Regions from separate parts of the Pan troglodytes genome. Here region 2 is linked to region 1. Evidence: chromatin contacts called from public Hi-C data. All regions are on one chromosome and are shown on one strand. The core of a region is the stretch at or near the end of the contact, and the rest is flanking DNA. Distances in the headings are between cores, read along the strand shown.

The links. Hi-C and Micro-C count contacts between places; a contact is called where the count stands out from the background.
Region 2: a Hi-C map of induced pluripotent stem cells shows a contact between it and region 1, with 2.0 times the contacts expected there. The contact joins the promoter of MUCL1 here to the enhancer-like site in region 1. A contact is called at or near these places in 3 of 7 Hi-C or Micro-C datasets (induced pluripotent stem cells and stem cell-derived neural progenitor cells).

Annotation. Positions count from the first base shown.
Region 1 is chr10:40,791,663-40,798,279 of NHGRI_mPanTro3-v2.0_pri, reverse strand. No RefSeq gene overlaps it. Among named protein-coding and RNA genes, the nearest start is that of NEUROD4, 41 kb to the left of the region's middle. Within about 2 kb of position 2,874, at least 3 of the 24 cell types and tissues checked have an H3K27ac peak or open chromatin away from gene starts, as enhancers often do. A contact at or near this core is called in induced pluripotent stem cells, where this site is marked.
Region 2 is chr10:40,999,464-41,006,080 of NHGRI_mPanTro3-v2.0_pri, reverse strand. MUCL1 (mucin like 1) reads left to right here and starts at 4,123. Exons shown (of 4, transcript XM_016924805.4): 1 at 4,123-4,580; 2 at 5,056-5,097. The coding sequence starts at 4,523.

The sequences.
Region 1 (6,617 bases), core at 1,625-4,124:
GTGGGAAGGGTATAGGAGAGCTTGCAAAGAAGCATGTTTCGGGCTATGTCAGCAGATTCATAGTAGGCATGGCTACCTTAGGGTATGCATTTTGTGTGTGTGTGTGTGTGTGTGTGTGTTTGTGTGAGAACCTCCATGATAGTAAATTTAAATAGTTATTTTCTATAGTTTTAGACGGAGGTTTTTCATTTAACAGACAAGAAATGTTTTGGAGGAGGAAGAAATAGAGAAAAGGTAGGAAGACTCATTGCTGTGGGAGGGCAGATGAAGGAGGCAAGAGACATACAGTTAGATAAGAAAAGAAAAGGGTCGGGGGACTCTGGGAATTACAGAGTGCAACTACTTGTGCAGAAGGATGTTCTGGAGACTAAATGATAAAAGGTGAAGTGAAGGGATTTGGCAGTCTCATCTAATGTGGGAAGTAATCGGGATGTCGAGCCCCTTCAGAATGATGCTATGACATTGTTCTTTGGATTAAGCTAAACTAAAATGAAAACAGTGCTCTGCTGAATGGAAGCTGTTTAATGTAGAAGCTAAAACTTGGAGCTTTTCTTCAGGACCACACAGGTTATAGGGCCTTGAGATATCCCTGCTCCTAGGCAGCTACTAGAATAATATTAATAATGACAATAATAGTAATTTATATTTATAGAATGGTGGAACGGTTAGGATATTAGGATATCCATTTGGTTACTGAATCAAAGAAATTCAAAATAGTCATTGTGTAACACAGCAGGTTATTTTTCCCTTATACGATGTCTAGAAAGTGTGATCAGGAATGATGGGGTAACTACACGGTTATCAGAGACTCAGGATCCTTCTGTCTATTTTTTTGCCATCTTAACATGAGGTTTTTATTTATCTTTCAGATGGCTGTCCTAGATGCTTCTCTCATAGTCACATTCCAGGTGGTGTGCAGGATAGAGACTGGGGGTAGGGGTGGAGAGAGGAGAGGCACAAGCTTGCTGTATAAGAGCATAAGCTGTAATTTACTGTATACCAGTGGCCTGAACTTAGGCATACATAGCTGCGAGGGGGCTGAGTGGCCCTACGTCTAGCTTCACCTTATATTCTACATAAGAAACAAAAAAATAGATATTGAAGACTGTCAGTGATCTTTCCCACAAGCAGGTTATAGTTATCTAAGATCTAACACATGAATCATATCTTCTTAGAGTGAGACAAGTAAGATGGTTACTAGTATTTCCATTTTCAGCTGAGAAAACTAGGAATATAAGTGGTAAGTGGCTGAGTTTGGCTTGGAATTCAGATCTTTTGATCAGGTATGTCCTGTTCTTTCCACTATGTTAGGATGTTTTCCACTAAAGTAATGTGAAGGTAGAACTCTCCTGACCTTCCTGATTGTTCTCAGTAACCGAGAACAACTCACATTGCTCTGGCACCTTCAAATTTAGTCAACCCCCGCTCTTCTCTCCTCCCTATCCTAGTTCATTCTCCCATCCCTCTATGCTTGATTAAAGAGAAGTTTCTAGGTCCCTTGCTTTGAGCTCAACAGCTGCCAGGAATAAGAGGGCTATACTTTGTGGCTATTTTAATACATGTTTTGGGAGCAGTCTCTCAGTTTAATCCTTGACAGATAAACTAACAGTAGAGAGATTGGGAGTTATTTGCGAAGACTTGCTGGCTGTAGGAGATTGGGCCGTTGTTAATCTTTTCAGCTGAGGTTGAGGGAGCCCATTTTAATCAGAATTTGTGCAGGAATAATCCTTTCTTTAAATTCTGACCCAATCCTTCCAATAATTACAATGAGGGCAGTGCTCTTTGGAAGCCAATGTGTTAATATGGCATTTAAAGGGATAAAACAGGCCGACTGAAATACTACCATAAGAGTACCTGACAAGGGCAGTACCCTTGATTACTTAAGGTTTCCATGACTGAAGGAGTCTAGAAGTTACCATCCTTCCAGTTGTGTCTGGGGACTTATTTGAAGTTATCTCACATGTGATTTTGGAAAAGGAGAACGAAAATAAAAATAATCATGACTTTCTAGAAAATTTTACTCAAAGAAAACATAAAAAAGAAGCAAAGATAATTTGTATACAGATCTATAGAGAGGACTTCTTATGATGGAACCACTGAGTAAATGCATAATTGTGTTTGGGTGGGGAGAGAAGAGATCCCTCAGATATACGGGAAGAGACCAAGTAGATTAATTCAAGATGTTTGAGAAACAGATACCAAGATATAAATTAGACAACCAAGAGAAGTTTGTGGGAAGAAATGCCTATGACAGACAAAGGAAAGAGAGTATGAGTAGCCAGGGACAGCCTTCAGATCATCCTGCCGGTCTGGTACCTATAAAAGCAGAGGAGAAGGAAGAAGGATCGTGCAGAAAAGGACCTGAAACTGCAGCATGGTTCTAAGACAGTTTCAGGCATGCCAGTGGGGAGGCTCTGAGTCAAAATTGTCTGTTGGAGTCCCGCATGCTATAGGACCTGTGCTGTGCTGAGTCATTGGCTGGGAGCAGCACAGGGGTAATGTGGCCTCCCTGCATATACAGTGGCACATCCAAGAGGGGCCAAACTGGACTTGTCAGTCAGTTATGCTCTCTGCAGTAAGTTTTCTTGCAGAAGATCTATGTAGTGTAGTTCCATGGCCATCACACGAGGGTTCTCTGCTGTTTGTCTTTGCGGAATTTCCTTCCTTACCTGGGCTTTAGTTTCCTTATTTATAAATCAAATTGGTTAAGGCTAGATGATCTTTAGGGCTTATGCATCTCTTTCATTTTCTAATTTTGCAAAGACTCCCAGCCTTTGATCCCCAAACGGTGGATGTGTGTGTGTTGGGCAGGGAATGCAGGCAGTGGGGGAGGTTGTCATGGAGAGAAATGGATTAATGGCCAGGAGGAAAGACAGATCACTGTCAGGTGCCTTCTTTCTGTCTGAGCCTGCCCCCTTTTTCTGTGCTCCAACCTGGGCTGAGGGCTGGGCTGGCCACAGCTTCAGCCTAATCTAATCTAGTCTATCAGAGAGGTAATGAACTATAAAAGTGTGGATTCAATTACAATTAGAGGGGAGTTTTGTGTTGGCTGGAGTCTGGTGCTAGCCAGAGAATAGAAACTCAGGCAGCGCTGAAAGGCCCATCTGTGCTAGCAAGGTCTGCCGTTAGGGGCTGGGCAAAACCTTACCAAACACAATGAGGAAAGAACGGTACCCCTATCAATAATTTTCTTTTAAGGAGAAAAAGTATTCACTCTTTAGATTTTGCCTTTTTTTCATGACAAGGTAAGAGGAAATGATTTCTTTCTTAGGTTGTCTTACCCTCATTCTCTGGGTAGAGCCCAAATATACCCAGAGCCTCCATGAATCTGACTTTTCCTTCTCTATCAAAGTCTCCTGGATCCTCCACTTCAGCCCTCCTCCCTTCTCTTCCTAAACGGTAAAGATTGAGGCAATGGGTAGCCTGTCCTTTGGATTTTGAGAAAAGTCTCAATCTGTCGGAAGCCCTACAAAGTCTGCCACAGAGCTTCCTGAGCACTCATTTGCCCTTTATATCTGTCAGAGTGTAGTCTACGTTTTTACTCATTTTTCAAGGTTCAGGGAAAGGATATTTGCTCAGAATGCACCCTCAGAAGGCTCTTAAAGAATCGTGATTTTTTTTTCCTGAGCATCCATGGCATTTTGTAACTCTCAATGAGATCTATCATATTCTGCCTTCCTTTAGAGATATTTACATACTTATTTTACTCATTTTTAGTCTTTTTTACTCAATTGTAAGCTGATTTCAATGATTTTTTTTTTTTTTTTTTACTACTCTCTGCATCCTCTGTACTGAGCCCATCTTTAACCTGCATTTAATTGTCATTAAATACAGGTTTACTGAGAATGATAAATACATATTTGAGAGGGGTTGTTTTCTCTGTTCTCTTTTGCTTCATTGTTACCCTTCTTTCTTGTTTCTTTGGCTAGTTTTCCTTTCCAAAGAGCACATTGAGCAAGACAATTAAAAACAGTAAATTTTTTAAAATGAAGTTTTTTTCTTCTTCTTTTGCCATGCTATTTGCTCTTCTGCTGTTCCTTGACCCAACTATAATTGTTCTTACCTGAGCTACTTTAATTTAAAGTATCAGTGTGGGGAGCCCCACAGCAATATGTGGCTTTCCTGAAATTCTGTATAAATTTAGACAAGACTTTCTCAGTATTCATCCACTCATATGCCAATGTGTTAACATTATTTGTATATACTTTTTTTAAATTTTTAACTTTTGTTAAACAAGTGGTATGAGGTATCCTTCATCCCAGCTGTTCCCCTTACTAACAATATAATCTCGGGCATACAAGAGTTCTCTGTGTCTCAGTTTCCTTATCTGTAAAATGGGTAAAATAATTTTATCTTTGTTATAGATCTGTTGTGAATATATTGTGCATAGCAAATGATATGTATTTGCCTTTTTATTGCTATTATAAAAATTATTAAAAGCAAAATCTTTTTAAAAAACTATGATAGTCATTCATAGCCCATTACCATGTGCCCAGGTTTCTTTGGAGAAATTTTTTAAAAATGGCTAAAATCGAGATTGCGCCACTGCACTCCAGCCTGGGCAACAGAGTGAGACTCCGTCTCAAAAAAAAAAATGGCTAAAAAATTTTTTTTCTTCTTTCAAAGGATACATTTATGTCAGGGACTGAACCAATAATATTTTGAGGATTTATAAAATGTCAAAAAAGAGAGGTTTGTGCCTTCACACAGCCCTGATTTAACTTGAATTGAAGAGCAATTCCAAGATTAGATCCTGGTGACAGCTTAAAAAATGCCTATGGTAAGGAATTTTTTGATTCTGGCAATGTCTTGAGATGATAGATGTCTTTGGACCCATCCAACTGTAACTGAAGAACACCTGGATCACGTAGGGAGTGAGGATTGATGCACTCTGTTATGGAGTGGGAACCACAGAGAGGAGGGCTCCTGCTTATTTTAAAATCAAGTAAATAACATGAAAATCAGATGCAAAATAAAACCCAGATTAGCATATAATCACATTAGCAGACTAATTGAGTCAGGAGCTCAACACTTTGTGTAATAAGGTTGCACCCTTCAAAGGGGGAATAAGAGAAAGTCCAAATTGTTTATCCATCCTTCTATTTCAATGCAGGGCAGAGGGTCCTGAGACCAGCTGTGGCCAGAGTCCCATCCGGGCAGTTAGCACAGTATCACTTACTCTAGGGGACCTATAAGAGGGGATTAGGGGTCATCGACTGAGTGTGGCAGCCCCCTAAGGCCTGAGGGATTAGCATCTAATGCATCCAGCTTTGCAGAAAATAGGGCTCAGATGAGGATCTAACCTCCTTTATTCTTCTCTGTTTTTCAAAAGCTCTAAGAGTAAGAAGGTTTCTTTTTCTTTTCATACAGTGAAGTCCTTCCATCCTGAGAAGCAGGGGTGGGGATGGGGATGCTGGATCTACAGGTGATCTAGCAGCTCTGAAACAGAATTTATTTTCCTTCTATCCATACTTCTCTTCCTTCTGGGCTTTTGTTCTTCCAGTCAAATTTCCCTTTATCCTCCTCTCCTCTTACATGCCTGATATCAAATATTTATTTTTTAATTGAAACCAGTTTCTTTGCTCTTCCTAAGTTCTCAGAGGAAACATCGAAACATCTCTTACCTTCTAGCACCCTCAACTTACTTGAATCAGTCATTAATGTTGTAACCTTTGCTTTCAGTCCTTCAAAAGATATTTATTTAATGCTTACTCCTAATTTCTGCTACCAAAATCATTAAAATATATTGAAGGTGAGGAGAATATAATAGACTAGAATTTAACGCAATGATGTATCTAGGCTGACTATAAATTCATCCAGTCCAGCGAAAGGAACTGTAAGCAAAATGTGTAAGATGAAGTTATAAGATATTTAACAAGGTGTTTATGAACCTGGATCTAGTATAAGATGAAAAAGCTATAATCCACGGCTATTCACCTTTATAACAGTGTTCTTTTCACTGTACCTCTCTGTGTACAATTGTTTTCTAATTTAATTTCCCTCGGATTATTTTTTAAAATAACTCATAAAGTTGCAATGCTTACAACTTATCTACCTCTTCTGTAGAGAAAGAGTTCAGGTTGACGGTGGAACATTTTGTCCTCATTTTTTTTTTCTCCCTCAAATTTGCATTACATGTTATTCAAGGGAATCAGAAATTTCTGTGAAAGACTCATATCTCCTGCCCTTTTCTCTGAGACATAGGAAAAGCACAATAGCAGAAACTGAAGAATAGATTTCTTAATAATTCTATGACCTTAATGAGAACACAGGGGACCGTGGAAAAAGCATCAGAGTTGAGCCGGGGTTCCAGTAACACTTCTAATACTCACGACTGTGTGGCAGTTAGCAAGCTCCACAACCGAGCTTCAGATTTCATTATCTGTAACTGTGAGAAGGCTTGACCCTCCCAGGGTGGTTTTGAGAATGAAGGTTTTATACTGTCTATGTCAAATGGCTGGCATGCAGAAGTCACCAACAAAGTGGTAATCTGTAGGCAAATATGTTTATTAACCACCCACTGTATAAGCTGCCTTATACTTTGTGGACCTGGCATGACAGCAGGGGAACTTAAAGAAAGAACACAGCACAGCATAACCTATGCTCCAAAGACATCT
Region 2 (6,617 bases), core at 2,874-5,373, 210 kb before region 1:
TCTGCCACCCAGAGGGCTGCTTCTCCAATGAGTTCTGAATATCAGCTTCAGGGAGGAGGGCTCTTTATTGTTGTCCTTCCTTGGATATTCTCCCTCAACCCTAGGGTTTCATAGAACTTCCTTATAAATACTCATTTTTTTTTATTATTATACTTTAAGTTTTGGGTACATGTGCACAACATGCAGGTTTGTTACATATGTATACATGTGCCATGTTGGTGTGCTGCACCCAGTAACTCGTCATTTAACATTAGGTATATCTCCTAATGCTATCCCTCCCCCCACCCCACCACAGGCCCCGGTGTGTGATGTTTCCCTTCCTGTGTCCATGTGTTCTCATTGTTCAGTTGCCACCTATGAGTGAGAACACGTGGTGTTTGGTTTTTCGTCCTTGCGATGGTTTGCTGAGAATGATGGTTTCCAGCTTCATCCATGTCCCTACAAAGGACATGAACTCATCCTTTTCTATGGCTGCATAGTATTCCATGGTGTATATGTGCCACATTTTCTTAATCCAGTCTATCATTGTTGGACATTTGGGTTGGTTCCAAGTCTTTGCTATTGTGAATAGTGCCACAATAAACATACGTATGCATGTGTCTTTTTAGCAGCATGATTTATAATCCTTTGGGTATATGCCCAGTAATGGGATGGCTGGGTCAAATGGTATTTCTAGTTCTAGACCCTTGAGGAATCGCCACACTGACTTCCACAAGGGTTGAACTAGTTTACAGTCCCACCAACAGTGTAAACGTGTTCCTATTTCTCCACATTCTCTCCAGTGCTTGTTGTTTCCTGACTTTTTAATGATTGCCATTCTAACTGGTGTGAGATGGTATCTCACTGTGGTTTTGATTTGCATTTCTCTGATGGCCAGTGATGATGAGCATTTTTTTCATGTGTCTGTTGGCTGCATAAATGTCTTCTTTTGAGAAGTGTCTGTTCATATCCTTCACCCACTTGTTGATGGGGTTGTTTGTTTTTTTCTTGTAAATTTGTTTGAGTTCATTGTAGATTCTGGATATTAGCCCTTTGTCAGATGGATAGATTGCAAAAATTTTCTCCCATTCTGTAGGTTGCCTGTTCACTCTGATGGTAGTTTCTTTTGCTGTGCAGAAGCTCTTTAGTTTAATTACATCCCATTTGTCAATTTTGGTTTTGTTGCCATTGCTTTTGGTGTTTTAGACATGAAGTCCTTGCCCATGCCTATGTCCTGAATTTTTATGGTTTTAGGTCTAACATGTAAGTCTTTAAATCATCTTGAATTAATCTCTGGGATGCAAGGCTGGTTAACATATGCAAATCAATACATGTAATCCAGCATATAAACAGAACCAAAGACAAAAACTACATGATTATCTCAATAGGTGCAGAAAAGGCCTTTGACAAAATTCAACAACGCTTCATGCTAAAAACTCTCAATAAATTAGGTATTGATGGGACATATCTCAAAATAATTAGAGCTATCTATGACAAACCCACAGCCAATATCATACTGAATGGGCAAAAACTGGAAGCATTCCCTTTGAAAACTGGCACAAGACAGGGATGCCCTCTCTCATCACTCCTATTCAACGTAGTGTTGGAAGTTCTGGCCAGGGCAATTAGGCAGGAGAAGGAAATAAAGGGTATTCAATTAGGAAAAGAGGAAGTTAAATTGTCCTTTTTGCAGATGACATGATTGTATATCTAGAAAACCCCATCGTCTCAGCCCAAAATCTCCTTAAGCTGATAAGCAACTTCAGCAAAGTCTCAGGATACAAAAATCAATGTGCAAAAATCACAACCATTCTTATACACCAATAACAGACAGAGAGCCAAATCATGAGTGAACTCCCATTCACAATTGCTTCAAAGAGAATAAAATATCTAGGAATCGAACTTACAAGGGATGTGAAGGACCTCTCCAAAGAGAACTACAAACCACTGCTCAATGAAATAAAAGAGGATACAAACAAATGGAAGAACATTCCATCCTCATGGGCAGGAAGAATCAATATCGTGAAAATGGCCATACTGCCCAAGGTAATTTATAGATTCAATGCCATCCCCATCAAGCTACCAATGACTTTCTTCACAGAATTGGAAAAACTACTTTAAAGTTCATATGGAAGCAAAAAAGAGCCCACATTGCCAAGTCAATCCTAAGCCAAAAGAACAAAGCTGGAGGCATCACGCTACCTGACTTCAAACTATACTACAAGGCTACAATAACCAAAACAGCATGGTACTGGTACCAAAACAGAGTTATAGACCAATGGAACAGAACAGAGCCCTCAGAAATAATGCCACACATCTACAACCATCTGATCTTTGAGAAACCTGACAAAAGCAAGCAATGGGGAAAGGATTCCCTATTTAATAAATGGTGCTGGGAAATCTGGCTAGCCATATGTAGAAAGCTGAAACTGGATTCCTTCCTTACACCTTATACAAAAATTCATTCAAGATGAAAAACTACTCATTTATCAAACTTTAGAAATTCTTCGTATCACACTTTTCCTGTTTAATCCACTGTGCGGTTTTGATCTCTTAAGGCGACCCTAACTGATACATATGTTTAATATTTTTTTCTTAGCAAGCCAGTCATTGTCTTAAGTCTGTGTGGTGGGTCTCTGCCTCTGTGGAGGGACACAGTGGGCTCTCAATAAGTAACCATCTCCTAGAAGACCCTTCAATTTGTGTCAGTGTTGTTGGGAGGCCTTACAAGGGTGACTGTAGGGCTTATTCCCTACGGGGTATAATCAGATAGTATCTGTCTTTTAAGTCTTCCTTCCTTCTTTGTCTCTTTTAAATATTTCTCTCTTTCACTTTTCCTTCAGAATATGTGTTTTTTTCTTAGCGTTATTTATGCTAATCTCTCACCATATTATGACAACTCTGTGCCTCATGGAAGATATGAGTTTACCCAGGACAAGGACACTGACTTGTCTTTCCGAGGTTGAAGACCACTCCCTCAGGAATTTCCTCTGCCTTTCTTCATTCACCTGATGGGGACCCCTTAGCATGTTTTGGGGAGTAGACTGGTTGCTGTTATCAGACAGACTCTCCAATAAAAGGAGAAATAGATGTTCAGTGCTGTTCCAGATTACAGAGATCCTTCCAATGAGGGTATGACCCAAAAAGGCATACTTTGTATGAACAAGAAGAACTTTAAAGCAAGGGAAATCTTTAAAATGTAGAGAATTCCCTATGATTCTGGGTATTCCAAATGTTCATCACCCCTCTTTGAGGCCTCAGTTGGGTCCAGCACTTGATTGTGCTGTAAATGTGGATTGTTTTCCTCCCTTGCTGTCTTTACTTAGCAGCTTGGCTCCATTATGACAAAGGGCAAGTAGATTGATGGAACTTGGGGCAGTGCTGGGCCCTACTCAACAACTGCAGAGAAGTCTGGATGACCATATTCTACATGCACTCACCATTGCTTTCCTTCAGACTGACCATTTCCTTTCCGTTGCATTATCCAAATATACCACGTTGTTGATTCCTCAGCTCCTTAAGATTCTGTTCAAATATCACCTATTCAGCAATGCCTTTTTTGGTCACCTTATATAAAATTGCTCCCCATTTTCCATCTCTAAACTCTCCTTTCTTCTTTCCTGCCTTCTTTCTTTATTAGGCCTTATCACCTCACACATAATACATTGTGTTTTCTCTTTCTTTACTTTTTTAGTGTATGAATTCCTGCAAAACCATGTATTAAATAAAATTTTTGTGTGCTTTGTTCGCTGTTATTTTTCTAACATCTAGCATTGTGTCTGGCACACAATAATCCTGAATGAATGTTTTTTGAATGAAAAAATTGATTACATGGATGCATGAATTAACAAATGTTAGTTTATTCTGTATACTTACTCCTTGATTTAGAATTTTTACACAATGGTTGCTAAATCCAGTAAGGTCATAGTTCGTTCTTTAGATCATTCAGTGTTGGACTCACTCTGCACCAGTGTCAGATGACCTAATTACATGTTCAGGAGGGAGACCACGACTCGAAGAATGCACAGCCTGAGTTACACAGGATGGTCTTTGGATCAGGCTGCTCTACCCTGATTATTCCCCTAGGGGGAGACAGAGGTCTAAGCACTCTGTAAGTGTATGACTCCTAGAATCTATGAAAAGAGCACTGCAGATTTCAGGAAGGCTGGTTATGGGGCATCTCCAATCTGTCAGAGGAGCTGGTAATTATGGAGACACTATACCTACATGTAAGAGGATGCCTGGAAGAGAAGTTGCCTGGAGCATATTTAATATGAGAGACTCGAATTGAAACCTGTTTAGCCAGAACCAATGATTTGAATTCACAACCTTTCCAAAGGGCCCCTGGCTGTGTTGTTGATTCTCCAGTGGTTTGTGTCCCAACGTTTCCTGGCATTACCTAACCTGGATTCTGGTTGACAGCTCCTGATTGGTGCCCTCTGCATATATATTGTCAGGATGTGGAATCCTGAAGTCAGCGCCTTGCCTTCTCTTGGGCTTTGAAGCATTTTTGTCTGTGCTCCCTGATCTTCAGGTCACCACCATGAAGTTCTTAGCAGTCCTGGTACTCTTGGGAGTTTCCATCTTTCTGGTCTCTGCCCGTAAGTAAATATTCTTACCTGAACATAAGTTTTGTGGGAATATATATAAAATATCTCCTCTAAAGATGCGGGCTTATGGTTGCTTAGAATGTGCTTTTTTACCTCTCCTAACTTGTTCTATCACCATTTTGACTGACCGTTCAAGATGGAGATGGTTATCCTTAGGCTCTTCTTAGTTCAGTCAGATCTTACTTCAATAATACCTTGGAACCCAAGTTTATTGTTACTGTTAGTAAAATATGTTCAAGAAGGTAATCAGAGGTTTATTTCAGGAAAGGAAAAATGACCACATATTAGGTTTTTATTGGTTTTCATGGGTTTTATCTTATCTGTGCACTTGTTCTTCCTCAACTGGTACACCAAGGACTGAGGGTCTTCCACTGTAAAGTCTGGAATATTGTCCATATTCTCTCTTACCTCCATCCTCCAAACTGGTATTCAGCTAACATCTTAATTTTTCCTTCTTCTCTTTCAGAGAATCCGACAACAGCTGCTCCAGCTGACACGTATCCAGCTAGTGAGTCTGCACTTGAATGTCATCTCTTTCCTGCAATAACCATTTTCCACTTCCAGCCTCATGTCAAACAGCCAGTTTCCATGTGGATAGTCTTTGTTATAAGGAATCCTAAGCAAAAGTCTGTGAAAGCTATATTCCTGATTTTCAAATTCACCACAAACATAGTGAATCTGTGTATTTCTTATACATTCTTAGAATATATGAAATATAGGCCATAGACTTATACAAATGTGGGCTTATTATTCATTGTTTTCCAGCATAAGGCACAAGAGCATGAGGTCTGATGTTGTAGCCTGAGAATTTTTGAGAGATGCCTCTAATAAATGGAAGGACTGAATATATAGCCAGTGTCAAAAAGAGACCAGTGGGTCTCAGAATTTGAAGTGATATGAAAATAAGTCCATTTGGATCACAAGTGAGGGTGGTGTGTGGGATGTGGAGTGCAGGGGTCAGGTCTAAGCTTTACTCTTTGTAATGGTCTATATTCCTTATTCCCAGGCTGATGTTTGTTTCCCTTCTCTAACCTGAAAACGAAGGTGGTAGACCAAAGCCTTTAGTCATTCTTGGGCTTCTCCCAAAGTGTTCTTCACATTCTGTACTGTGTGTGTGTTGTGCCCATGCACAAGTTAAGGGGGTCTGTCTTTATCCTTCACATCTTGGGAATTTGCATCCTTTGGTCACAAGGGCATTAGCTTTAGTCAGACCTCACATATATTTTTCCTGCCATGTGAGGCCCCATTTAAAAAATATTTTCTCTCTTAAATAAAGCCTGAGACAGCATGGATAGAGTGTGGGTTTGGAGGTGGAGCTACTTATTTGCTGAGGTGAGTCTAACTCACAAATGTGGGGCCTGACTCTTGATCCTTATCAATAGCTCTGGTGTAAGGTCTAGAGAGAGAGAGATAATTTTCAAAACTCTTACCCAGTCCCCTTTGTACATATAGTAATTAATGGGGAATTTTTTACTATTAGAAGTGTACTAATTTCTCCTGTTATATCTAATGTGGCTCTCACAATTACCTCTCTAATAAACAGAGTCCAAGCTGCCACAGAGGGTGAGACAAATATGGCTCTTTTCATTCTAGAACCTGATAGAAGATATCTTACTGCACTCTAAGACAGGAGATATGACTCTAAGATGAGATACATCTTCTTAGTCTGCCTCCTCCTTCCCTCTAGAGTTCATCCCTTTACTCATCCTCATTCATGCTACATTGGAATGTATGCTGTCTTAGGTTATTCTGTGGGACGGCATCAGAATGTCAGGCTACTAGAGATTTCCTTATTGCTTCTGAGCAGTAGTCCCTGTGAATAGGAACACTCGTGGCCTTGGTCTTTTGTGCTCATACCTGGGACAAAGTACTTGCTTGTCTCTTTAATCAGTGTCATTGCCCTTGGAGGGAAACCCCAAATTCTTTCTGTCCCAGCAAAGACAAGACAGGGAAGGATGAAGCACAAGGAAAGTAGGCAGGTAGGCTAAAGGTAAGACAGAACTGATGACAGATTTGCAGAGATGAATT